Linked DNA regions of Mus musculus: region 1 is linked to region 2. The links are chromatin contacts, called in public Hi-C maps. All regions are on one chromosome and are shown on one strand. Each heading gives the region's core, a stretch centred on a gene start, on an enhancer-like site or on the middle of the called end of the contact. The rest is flanking DNA. Distances are from core to core; before and after follow the strand shown. Region 1 has its middle 160 kb from the start of Gm33898. Region 2 has its middle 90 kb from the start of Gm51482.

Evidence for each region. A called contact is a pair of places that touch in the nucleus more often than the background predicts.
Region 1: a Hi-C map of embryonic stem cells shows a contact between it and region 2, with 4 times the contacts expected there. The contact joins two enhancer-like sites. A contact is called at or near these places in 2 of 484 Hi-C or Micro-C datasets (both in embryonic stem cells), 5 of 115 datasets of contacts at active chromatin or transcription factors (all in embryonic stem cells) and 1 of 9 other capture datasets (embryonic stem cells).

What each region holds. Positions count from the first base shown.
Region 1 is chr7:52,724,300-52,730,899 of GRCm38.p6, reverse strand. No RefSeq gene overlaps it. Among named protein-coding and RNA genes, the nearest start is that of Gm33898, 160 kb to the left of the region's middle. Within about 2 kb of position 4,214, at least 6 of the 459 cell types and tissues checked have an H3K27ac peak or open chromatin away from gene starts, as enhancers often do. A contact at or near this core is called in embryonic stem cells, where this site is marked.
Region 2 is chr7:52,160,967-52,167,010 of GRCm38.p6, reverse strand. No RefSeq gene overlaps it. Among named protein-coding and RNA genes, the nearest start is that of Gm51482, 90 kb to the right of the region's middle. Within about 2 kb of position 2,335, at least 2 of the 459 cell types and tissues checked have an H3K27ac peak or open chromatin away from gene starts, as enhancers often do. A contact at or near this core is called in embryonic stem cells, where this site is marked.

The DNA.
Region 1 (6,600 bases), core at 2,965-5,464, 560 kb before region 2:
GAAGACTGAAGTGTGGACACTATGCCCCTCGTGTGTCACTTCTATCTGTCATTCATTCACAACTCCTTGTCCACCTGCAACTAGAGACCTGTTCTATGCAGACAGGGACCAAAAAGGGTCTGCGGCAAAGAATCTTAATTGTTCCCACAGTCACTGTTGGATACCTCATGAGTTTGCAAGAGGCTGCTCCCATATGTTACAGACATGTTCCCAATGGCTGCTGTCCACTCCTTCTGTACTTGAAGATCTTACTGACCAACTTCCTGCCTAAGACCTTGAGAATGTATCTTTCTTCAAACTGATATCATTTTACCTTGTATTGCTTTGTCACAAGTGGTATCATCAAATTTGGCTCTGTCTCAATATCTCTTTTGCACAAGGATCATTTCTTAGATTCTAAGACCAAAAGGGTAGAGGTATTAATAGATTGTCCTAAAAAGCCCAATAAGATTCTCACATGCCTCTTATACAAAACAACCCTTTCAAATAAACTGACAGATAGAAACAAACAAACAAACAAACAAAAACAAAAAAACAAAATATCTGATTGAAACCTCCACCATTCACTGGTGAGGATATCCAACAACCTATATTGTGATGTGTTCTCAGTAGGAATGGCATGGGCACATAAAGAAATGGCTTCACATTTTTCAATCTGCAGCACAATCTGACATTAATTTAGTGCTGATATGGAACAGTCTTAGTAGCTTAAAACAACTCCCAAGTATTAGGAATGATACCAGGGTATCAGGTTTTCTAATCTCCAAGTCAAAGTGGTAGTTGGACTGAAACCCTTCACTGTCTCTGGGATATAAATGGCATATATTCAGCCATTGTAAAAAACAACTGAATTGCATGAAACGTACATAACTAAAGTCCCTGATCATGACTCAAGGCTGTCTCCATTTTTCTACAATGGTTGATTTCTTCTATCTGGCTACTGACTATGCAGTTTCATTCACAATTCAAATTCTTGGTAATTCCTTTCATACTCAGAAAAAAAATTTTATGTGACAGGTGATTAGAGTTTCTCAAGCACCCATAAGCCAGAAATCCTGCTGGTACTGGGCATGACATTGCCCAGCTGTGACAGAAACATGGCAATGGCGAAAGGAAGATGAATGGGAAAACACAACAATAGTTATGGGTAGGAAACATGGGAGGACATGTGGGTGGTAATAAATGGGGATGGTCACAAAGACATGGGAATGGGAATGCTGTGCCCAAGGTTCTACTGCTTATGGTACAACTACAGTTTTATCTTGTTCTTTACGGTTGTGGCACATTTCATCAATCCCAGCCTGGCAGTCGTTGCACACTTTACCATCTGATCCCTGTCAGACTGCCTATATTTCTCAGCTGATACATGCCCCACCCTAGAAGACTGATTTCCCCTCCTTTTTAATCACTTACCCTTTGTGTGATAAAATGCCATGACCAAAAGCACCTTATAAGAGTAAGAGTTTATTTTGGCTTATGGTTCCAGAGGAAGAGTCCATCCTGGAGGGGAGGCATGGTACTAAGCAGCAGGTATAGGATCAAGAACAGGAAGCTGAAATCTCACATCTTGACAGCAAATATGTAGCAGAGAGAAGAAACTGGGAGTCATGCAATGATTCTAATCTCAGAGACCATTGCCATTCTTCCTCCAGCAAATCCATACCTCCTAAACCTCCAAAAGCAGGGCTAGCAATGGAGACCAAGTATTCATTTGTCTAAGGCTAAAGGACAGATTTCTGACTTAAACTTCAGCACTCTTCTCCACAGCAGCATTACTTAGAAACAATTTTCTTACAACTGAGTCAAGATTTTAACTTGCTTTGTGTGGATTATACTGTGAAATATTCACTTAGCAGATGCTCTACACAGCTGCCTTGATCACTATATATCTGTAAGCCTTAAACAATGAATAATAAGAGTTACTAGGCAAATTGAAACAAATGTAGCTTTGAGTAGTTAATCAATCCTAATAACTTTTGCTCTGTACACATTTCCTGCTATCTGTAGCCAATTAATTATCCAATAGCCTTCTTTGAGTTTCACATTGATTACAGTTGTTTTTGCTTAAAACAATCATTACTTATCCTGTTGAATACAGGAATTCAGGATAATGCCCAGTTCTATCAGAGTTTTACTTTGTCCAAATTTCTGTCCTGAAAATAGGTGTTAAGACATTTTGACTATTATAGTATGTAGAAAATCATGGAAGGATGATGACATAACCCAGAAGCACTTTTACCAGAATAGATGGGAGTTTCAAGCTGCCATATCAGGCCTCTGAAATTCTGGCCAAATAGCTGCTAATATAGAATAAGCCAGGCATATAAAGGGACAGGAGAGTTAAAACCTTATTAGGTATGTGAGGGACTCAGCTGGTCAGACAGCCAGAGTATTGATTAATAGTCTATGCTGCTTAAATTTCTTCAAATTTCCTTTGAACACGGAGAGTGAGGAGGGAATTTCCTGCCTCATTTTAAGTGGGTCATGTGTGTGAGTATCCTTGTTCTAGATAGATTCCGAGCCTGGGGTTCCCTTGAGGCAAGAGATCTCAGTAATGGCAAAAATGTCAAAGTTTTGACAGTAGCCACCTTCAGAATTAAGAGTACCCATTTGTTTCCCAGGGGTAATGTGCCATCTCTTCAGTTCAATTTCCCAAATGCACGTTCGGAATCTTTAAGTTTCCTGAAGCATGGTTTTATATTCACAGACCTCGACTTTCACCTCTGTTTTATATCACCATCTGGACAAGTGAACTATGTCTCCCTTTTATGTCTGTTTCCTTTAAAGCCATTTAACTGCTGCATTTCCTAGCACTCTGCTTTATTATTATGAGATTTTTGCGAGATTCCAGTTCTACAAAGAAAGGGCAGACAGAGATTAAAGTGTTGGCTGCTGTAACTGAGCTACAGAACCTGACATGGCTAAGAGACAATATGAACTTCAACATCTTACCTGTTCACATCCACAGCAGGCGTGATTTCTGGATCTTCGGCAGTTGATGGAAACAGATGCAGAGAGATCCACAGACAAACATTAGGCAGAGCTTGAGTATAGAAGAGGAAGAGAAAAGATTGGAGAAGCCAGAGAGATCAAGAACACAACAAGAAAACCTACATAATCAACTAATCTTAGCTCATAGGGGCTCGTTGAGAGTGAACCACCAATCAGAGAAGAGAGCCTGTATTGGTCAAAGCTAGGACCCCTAAATATTTGCAACAGATGTACAGTTTTGACTTCATGTGGGATCTCTAACAACTGGAACAGAGGCTGTCTCTGACTCTGTTGCCTGCCTTTGGATTCCTTTTCCCTAACTGGGATGCCTTGTCCAGCCACAATAGGAGCTGTGCCTAATTCTACTGCAATTTTATATATCAAGTTGGATTGATATCTATGGGAGGCCTCACCTCCTTTGAGAAAATGGACAGGGGAATGGAGGAGGTGAGGTTAGAGGGAGACACTGAGAGGAGACATGAGAGGGAAATAAGGTAAAAAAAAAAAAAGAGTTTTCTTGGTCCATTCTTTAAATCCCTTAGGTGCCCGAAACACATCCCTGGATAAGCCTCATCTTCGCACAGATACTTTCGGTGGCCCCTGATTTCAAATCTGATCCTTGTGTAACATGCTTCAAGGTCCTAAGCAGTACTTAACTTCATTTTGCTTGCTGAAGAAACATGATTTATTTTAATTAGAGGATAAATTATATTACACCATATTTTGCAAAATCATCTTGATGATCTATTCATTACCAGGCTGTTGCAGTAAATCTCTTCCCAAATTTGCCCGGGCAATAAAAACACAACACAGTTAATATGATTACATGCTGTGTGCCTAGATTGGGCTCATGCCACTACACTGCCATCTTCCACAGCTTATGAGACCCCTTAGAACTTGAAGTTTCTCCAGGCCATTTGCTTCTGCTCTGCTTTTCTTCATCTTCCTCCTCTTCTCTGTCCTCTCCTTCTTCCATTTTCTCTCTCTCTCTCTCTCTCTCTCTCTCTCTCTCTCTCTCTCTCTCACACACACACACACACACACACACACACACACACATACACACACACACCTTCTGTTCCACCTTCCCTTTTATCTGCATGATCATCAGCTCTCCTTTATTTTACAAATTAAGATGGGAAGCAGGTTTACAGGAAATCACCTGAGTGCTGACTCACTCCTTGTTCCCAGCCACTTACAGGAGAACGGAATTAGCATCAAACATAATTAGCCCCAGGCTTATCCACAACACCAGGCTACCTCCTTTTTATTCTGTAATGAATCTACTGATTCTGCTTCTCTTAAAAGATGTTGGATTTTTTTTAACTGTGCATGCATAAAACAAAGTATTAATGGCAGGTATCAGTCAAGTCAAGATCATGCCAGTCTGAGTGGTTTGTTTGGAGAAGAATTTTCTTTCAGGACCTCTGTATAGACTCTGAGATAACAATGGAAGTAGCCCTTGGTTTCTCAATGACAGTAGTATTTTCTGAACACCCAATGAAGCTGACCTGGTGACAAGGTCAAAGAGTCAGGGAACTGAAATACTGGGCTAACTTATCCCCGTAAAGGTAATGACACAGGCTGTGCTGTCTTTGATGAAAACAGAATAAGATGGGAAGACACACAGAAGTCCAGTAACCTACACACATACACACCTATATGAGGAGGCATAAGGAAGATGCCCCATGTTAATCACAGGTGTGTCATAATCCTGAGCAACATAGCTTATTCTTGATCAGGGCTTTCTTACTTGTCATAAATCTACTCTCTTCTGACCACACACACACACACACACACACACACACACACACTCTCACACTCTCTCTCTCTCTCTCTCTCTCTCTCTCTCTCTCTCTCTCTCTCTCACAATGTCTGGCCATTCTGATCAATCATTCAACTTTTTACTATGGACCAAGTGAAACATGGCCAAAGAAAGTTATCAATGGACCATGGGGATTACTTCAAGTAATCTGGTAAAGTACTCAGCCTATAAAACAAGGGGTGTCTCAGATTGTTGAGAAAAAAACTAGACCATTGATAGGCAATAAAATGGTACTTTCCAGTACTACCTGCAGAAGAGGTGAGTTATTATGTTAAGAGACATTGAGAACTGAGAGTTAAATGGTACTATAAGGCACATAAAGAATTCTGGGTGAAAAGCTTATGTAATACAATAATGGATGTCATGCTGTGTTCCTGGGGAACTTAGATGGGAAGGCTTAGATGGAAGGGAAAGAGTGTGATATTACTCATGCAATAGAGAGAATGCTAATATTTTTCTTAGAAGAACAACCATTTATTCATGTGTTTATAAATATACACCATTGGATACATCTTTAAATTATTTTGTCTGAAGGCTAGACTACATTCATAGAGAAAAACCCCAAAACTATTATTTCACTAAAAGAACATATCAATAAAAAGACTCTTAATGACATTCTGATATTGAGGCTACTGTGACTGTCACACAGCAGATAGCTTATGTACAATAAGGTTATTTTTCTTGCATATCTGGGAGCTAGATGATCCTGAGTCTGGTAATTTTCTAGATACAAGAGGGCTCCATCTAGCTTGGGCCTCAAGACATCATAGGATCAAAGTACAACTTCCTAGCCTCTTTGAACAATATACTAGCCTGAAAGTTTGCATCTTTAATACCATCACTGAATTTGTTCAACTAAAATGCTGAGTAATACAGTTAAACTGTAAATGAGAATTGCCATTTAAGCAAGTCTGAGGATCCAGTTTTAGAAAGTCAGATTGCTAGTGGAGGCTTACTCTGATTTCCCTTTGTGTAATAATTATGATCAATTATTACTCACATTCTTAATGAGGCTCCTATCTCTGTTTTGCAGTCAGTAAAAGTGTATAATTATTTGAAGTTTCATTCCTAAGTGCTCCAACTTCCTATGAGCTGTAGACACTGGATCCTCTATCTCTTTCTGATTTTACTTTGAAATTAAGACACGTATATAAATTCAAGCATATACTGACACCTGATTTTTGATAAAGAAGCCAGAAATAGGAAGTGGAAAACAAAAGCATCTTCAACAAATGATGCCAGTTAAACTTGATGCCTGCATGCAGAGGAATACTAATAGATCCGTATGCAGCACTCTGTTCAATATTAAATTCTTAAGTGGATCAAAAACTTCAACATAAACCCAGACACACTGAACCTGATAGAAAATAGCTTGGGGAATAGTCATGAATTTATTGACACAAGAGAAGAGTTTCTGAAAAGGACACTAATATTTCAGGCACTAAGATTATCAATTAATAAATAAGACCTTATGGGACTAAAATGCTTACATAAAGCAAAAGGCACCATAAATCAAAAAAAGTGGCAGACTGTATATTGAATATATTTTAACTTATTTTCTATTAATATATGAAAAATTTCCCACTAAAACATACATTGAAAATGAAAACAGTTTGCATGCATGTATATATTTCTCCTTATTCTCTTTTATTAGAAGAACAACCTTTTATTCATGAGTTTATAAATATATACCATTGAACACATCTCTAAATTATTTTGTAATTTAGAGCTACTAAATAAACAGCTACACCAGCTACTAAATAAAATTTTTAGTAGCTGTTGCG
Region 2 (6,044 bases), core at 1,086-3,585:
CCACAGTTGTTGGGCTTTTGTGAGGACAAAGGCTTGTTCTGTCCAGAACAGAGGCTTTCATGGCACTCTTCCCGAGCTGCCACCTCTTATACCATTTCTGTGTCATGTTATACCACATACCCTGAGTGGTGATGTCTGGTATATGTCTGTTTGATATCAATGTCTCATTTGGGGCCAAACACTCAGCAGTTGTTCTAAAGCCTTTGAAAAGAAGTTAAGTCTATGTATTACCAGTTCCCTGGGCAAAGGAGTTTCTCTGATTAACAAAGAAAGCAGCAGTAATCTATGGACATAAACATATGTAGGAAGCAGTTTGACGTGTCCAAAATGACAATAGCATGTCTCCTCATAGTCTGTTAAGTACCACTGTATGGGTTTAGGACCAAATTTAGAGTGCCAGCTATTAATCCTATCCTGTGAAATGGAAACTCAACCAGAAAGCATCAGTTACTGTTTTAGCAATGGTGCCTTGGTTGCATCTGTAGGCATATCCTCCCCAGCAGGTCAGTATTGAAGCATATCCACTGCTGGTAACAACAGGACTTCTCTCCCAGCTCTATATGCATATTCACCACACTGGACAGAGAAATCTAGGCAGCAAGGAGTAAGTTGGCCAGGCTCAGATCATTTCTCTATGTGCCAAGACTGAACTGTGGTGTCTTCAACAGTAGGCACTTATATACTTCTGGTATATACCCAAGAAAAACAGTACTGGCCTGTTTGGGGATGGAAGCTTCAGGCCTCCTAGTTAAAATTACTTTAGGGGTATCTCCTACCTGGGACTGAATGTGTCTGTGATAACCCATGGCTTTCAGAAACAGCATGAGGTGTTCATTCAGGTGTGTCCTCCCATTTACTTTCTAAAGACTCACAGTCGTCAGCTTAGTTATTAAAGCCTTTTCTGAGTCTGATACAACTTAGTGGTTACATTGCCTGGACACCCAGCCTCCTAAATTAACCTGTCAAGTCTTAGGTCCTTGGTCCTTGCCTAAGTTGGTGTGAAGCTGGAAGCAATATTGAACTTTTCTTTATGAACTAAGCTAGTTATTCAAAGGTTGCTCAGGAATTTGTGAAACTAAATGACAGGAGTGAATATCATGGGTAGAGAATGATTTCAGCTGGATCCTCAAGTACAGCGAGGGGCTCACTAGCTAGTCCCCCCTGAGAATAATGAGCTCTTATCCATTTCCACAAGTCAACGCTCATCAAATGGATCATTCATGGAATCCATACTGATGACCCTTCCATCACTACAGTGCACAGTTTTCTTACCACTGGATATCTCTTACCCTTTGATGTCTCAGACTAGGTGAGGGTAGGAAGTAGATCTGTAGTTGTCCTCGCTGTAACCCTCCATTTGATTCCATGCCTGCCTTAGCAACAGAAACCCTCTTTTTCTCCATTCCCCTGTTCTATACTTCCCTATTGTGCTCACGCCTGCTGTTTGCTTGTCTGATATAAGTGAAGATAGAGGTTATATTTTTCCATACCACAGCTGGAGACACAGACATCCCCAAAACACCAGTCCAACATTCTGCAGGCCAACAGAATTTTAAGAGAAGCTGTTTTATTGCTAAAATCCTAGGTTGAGCAGCCAGTTCATCACTCCTAGATCAAAAGACCAGAAGGAAAGAAAGCATTCTGATCTACAGTGCTCTCCAGAGTACCACTTACTTTAAAGATAGTGCATGGAACTCAAGAGAAGGTTCAGGGCTAAAGAGAATCACATTCAATCCTTGGATTGTATTTGATCTCAGCAGCTATACTGTGGCTTACAAGGCTCTGTACTCTGGTTCTAGGAAAGCTAACTTACTATGGGGACCTCAGTTGTCACCAGAAATGCACATAACTACATGCAGACCAAACACTCACACTCATAAAGTCTTCTAAAAAAAATCAAGAAAATAGAAAATCATAAGCACAGGACTCTTGAAACTTGCACCTATTCATAAGTCTCACTAGGTTTGCTCAGTCTTGGGGCAGTGCCACACCCACTCCAGTGAAGTCTGTGTGGCAAGCCCAAAAGCTTAGATGCAGTCCTGAGGCAAAAAGTTTCATGGAAATTGATCTCCTGGAGCCTTGGCACACTAATTCTCCAGATTTGTCCTTGTCAGTGTTATATTATAGATAATGCTACTCATTCAGACAAAATGCCTCCAGTATTGATAGACAATGAAAGAAATCAGATATCACAGTTTAGTGGATAAAAGCTAAAAATCTCAGGGCTCTTTCAACAAAGTAAACTTAGAATAACAGCTGAGGCACTCCCATATGCAGGAATTTACAATGGTCTAGGAAGAAGGTGGGTTGCCGCAGACCCTCTGGGTCCCTTTGTCTGCATGGAATGGGTCTCTAGTTGCAGGTGGGCAAAGAGTCAGTGGAAATGACAGACAGATGCACATAGGAGATAGTGTAGAATTTGAACGTAATTTGTCAAGTCAAGCATCAAAACTTTTTATACAGAAGAATAACAAGAAACCAGGCAAGATACATCTACCAAGTTACAGTGACACAATACAAAAGGAATGTATACATCAAAAGAAGGCAGGGACCAGGCCGCTGCCACTAAGAAGGAAGCCAGGTGTAAAGCTAGTCTATTGTTAAGCCCACCACCAGGAGTTCTGCTTTAGCAGATCTTCTCATGAATACTGCAATACCACAACCCCCCTATTTCCTGGGCCCCGATAATTTCTTGTATGAGTGTATCATTTAAGTATCTGTAGAGAATCTCCATTTGTCAGAATTGACCAACTTGCTTCTAATATGCAATGTAGCCTGTACTGAAGATTTATATCTCAGTGGGGTTCCCTGGCTCTTTCATAGTATTCCCTTGTTTGGGTGAGACTGGCTACTGTCCTTAGTAAACACTCTGCAGACCAGCCCTGAGCTGCTGGCTCCGTCTTTTGTAATGCTTAATTAGTTACTGAATAGGTAACTTCCTTACTGCACTCCTACCGCATTCCAAGCTCCTCGGCTTCTGGAACCTTGGAACACTGGTGGGAGGCTTTAGCTATGTCAGAATCCAATCTTAAAAGACACTTATAATAAAATAATACTAAAAGAGAGCACAGGGATCCATACACTGGGCTAACGGAGAGATAGGGTGTGAGTATACAGGTTAATGAGAACGCCAAAAGCTCCAGGAAGTGAGTTCCTTTTGAAACTCTATGCCTCGTGAGTGCTCCCTGGCTTCTCAGCCTGTCAAGCAAACTTCACTGGAGTGTGTGTGGCAGTGGGTTGTCGTTTAAGGAAGAACTAGAGTATTGTATTGTTCATGAAATGGTTAGCAGAATAGAACTTCCCTGGTGCATGTTTTTCTAGGCCCAGAGGAACAGCATAATTAGGTATTTACTAAGGGATCCCTGATGTCCCTTAACAATAGACTACCATTGCACCTGAGCATATTAGTCCTTTGACCTGGCTCCTGTGAATAGCTGATTTAAGATAGGGCTTATATTATCTCAGTTGTAATATTGCCTGGTTCCTGATAGCTTTTTTTTTTCCTGATTTTTTTTAATTAGGTATTTCCTGCTAGCTTTTATGCATGCATTTTCTCTGTTTTTGTGTAAAGAGCCATTATGCATCTCGATGTACCTTGGCTGATGTATCACCTAACTTCCTTGTTTTTCTTCTGTGTTATAAGTCTGATGCTTGCTTTTGAGAAATTACATTCTGATCAATACTCCCTTGAGTTCATGTCTGTTTGTCACTTTTCGCCAACTCCTTGCCCATCTAAGTACCGAAACCCTGATTTCTCCATGGGGTGAGAGACTGACTGAGTCTAGTCCATGGCAGGGCAGGTTGCTCATTCTGCATTTCCCAGCACTGGGACACAGGCAGAGAGAAACTACAGGAATGAGAACTAGAGATTTTGGAGTTCTAAAGTAAGCTTGAGGTGACTGAAAATATCAAGCAGTAAGAAAGTTGGGAACATGGACATTTTTAGCCAAGTGCACATGGACTTTGTCCTCAGCCACCACCTCTCTCTGATTTGTACCAGACAGATTACAATGGCACTCATTTTGTGGGCTCTTAAGGAGTTTTCCAGGTAGACAGTGAGGCTGCAAGTAGAGGACCTGAGGAAGAAATGGGAGACCGGAAACATTGTCAATCTTTCTCTTGTTTATTATCCTGGGAGTTTAGCCTTAATGGGATGAACTTTGTCTAAGCAGATATGTTTTTGGCTGCAGTAAATGGAGAATTTAAACAGTGTCTGAAGGCACATGGAATGAGAAAATTCAGAGCTGAGAGGAAAACAAAAGCCTTGAGCTTCATGAAATTTTAGGCAAAAGGTGGCTAATGTCTTTTCCTTCTTTTTTACTGAGGCTCAAGGCAATTAGGTAACTCAGCCAGAAGACAAAAAGCAAAAGCATTCTGTGTATACTGGCTCACAACTTAAGTCCTGGTGCTTGGAAAGAGAGGCAGTAATGTCCATGACTTTTAACCTGTTTGGATCACATCCTGAGATCCTGACTAAAACAAATCCACCTCTAGAGAAGAGGGAGATACCTCCTGAGATGCTGGAACTTCTCCATCAGCAAGAGCAATGAACCACTCAGGTGCTTTCTTTAACACAGCAGACCTTGGAGCTGTTTATCCTTCCTGCTGCTCTTGACATTTTCCTGTTTGCATAGTAAGTGGCATTATCAGCCTATGAGACATGAGGTGTATTGATATTTCTCCACAAATACTTAGTCATGTGTTTCTTTTTTTTTAAAGATAGTATATGTAAATAAGGCAAGCTAGTCACAGATACTTATGACCCTTCTGCTTCTTCTTCACTAAGCTTTGAAAGACAGTGCTGTTGAGGCTCTGTTTAGGCCAGAGATGGCAATTTGAAATATTCAATTTCTAGAGTACAAAAACAACAAATTAACACTGTAGCTGTCAGAAGCCAAAAGATGATAGATAGGTGGGGAGAGATGCAGGTAGTTGTAAAGAACTCCTTATTGCTCACAGCCTGGGTCAGTGCCCTGCTTTCTCTGGCCACTTACCTTCCAATGATTGAAGGAGATTTAGAGGGAGCAAAGGAATGAAGTTCTCCATAGATTGACTAGAGCCTCCTGAGGAAACAGAGATTCTAAGCTGAACAGGGGAATTAGCATGCCTGTCGCTCATTGTTGAGTGTTGTCTGCCTTGTAGGAACTCCATGCATCTACCCCCATCTGTGACGTGGGTTTCTTGGTCAGAGTAGCAGGCTGTAATACTGGCTACCATGTTGGTTATGCAGTTGACATTCTAGGACCCTCAGCCTTCTCATCCAGAGACTTCTGAAAATGAAAACATGATTGGAGAGATATTGGTATCCAACACATTATGAAAAGGATGAAGCCAGGGTTACCATGAAGTGAAACCCAAGCCTGGTTTCCTGAGGACAAGGGGCAGGTCCCCTAGCAAAAGAGTACATAATAAAAAACTTGGCCATACAATTATAAAGAAGCCTTTGAAGTATGTGTGTATACATGTGTCTATACACGTGAATGAGGTGTCTCCATTTGTGAGTCATGTGAGTATGTATACAGGTGAGGTACTTTATGGGTGTGAGCATATACTTGTAGGTGTCAGTATTCATGCATGTGTGCTTAGGTGTATATGCCTGTGGGCTCACATTTATGTGTTTATTTGTAGGTGGATGTCTTTGGGCATGTGGTGTGTGTGTGTGTGTGTGTGTGTGATAATGTGTTTGTGATAATGTGCATGTTTATTTACACATGTCTATTTTTATGTCAGATGACATTTTGGTATTTAGGTGTTGCTTTTCTTCATCCAGATTTACATGGGCTAAAGAATTGACCTCAGGTCTTCAGGTTGACACAGTAACTGCATCTTAACAATTTTCCTGACCTGAGAACACCATTATTGGGATTTGAAAAGTTGGCAGATTAGAGAAAGGCATCCAGTATTCTCTCCCCTGACCAGTCTTCCCATCACTCCTCCATACTCTAATTCTGTGATACCTTTCTTAACCAGTCCTTTTATTTAGCCCCAGGATCATCTTTCCCTGACTCTACGTTTGTACCATACCTAATAGAGCAAGACTCCTA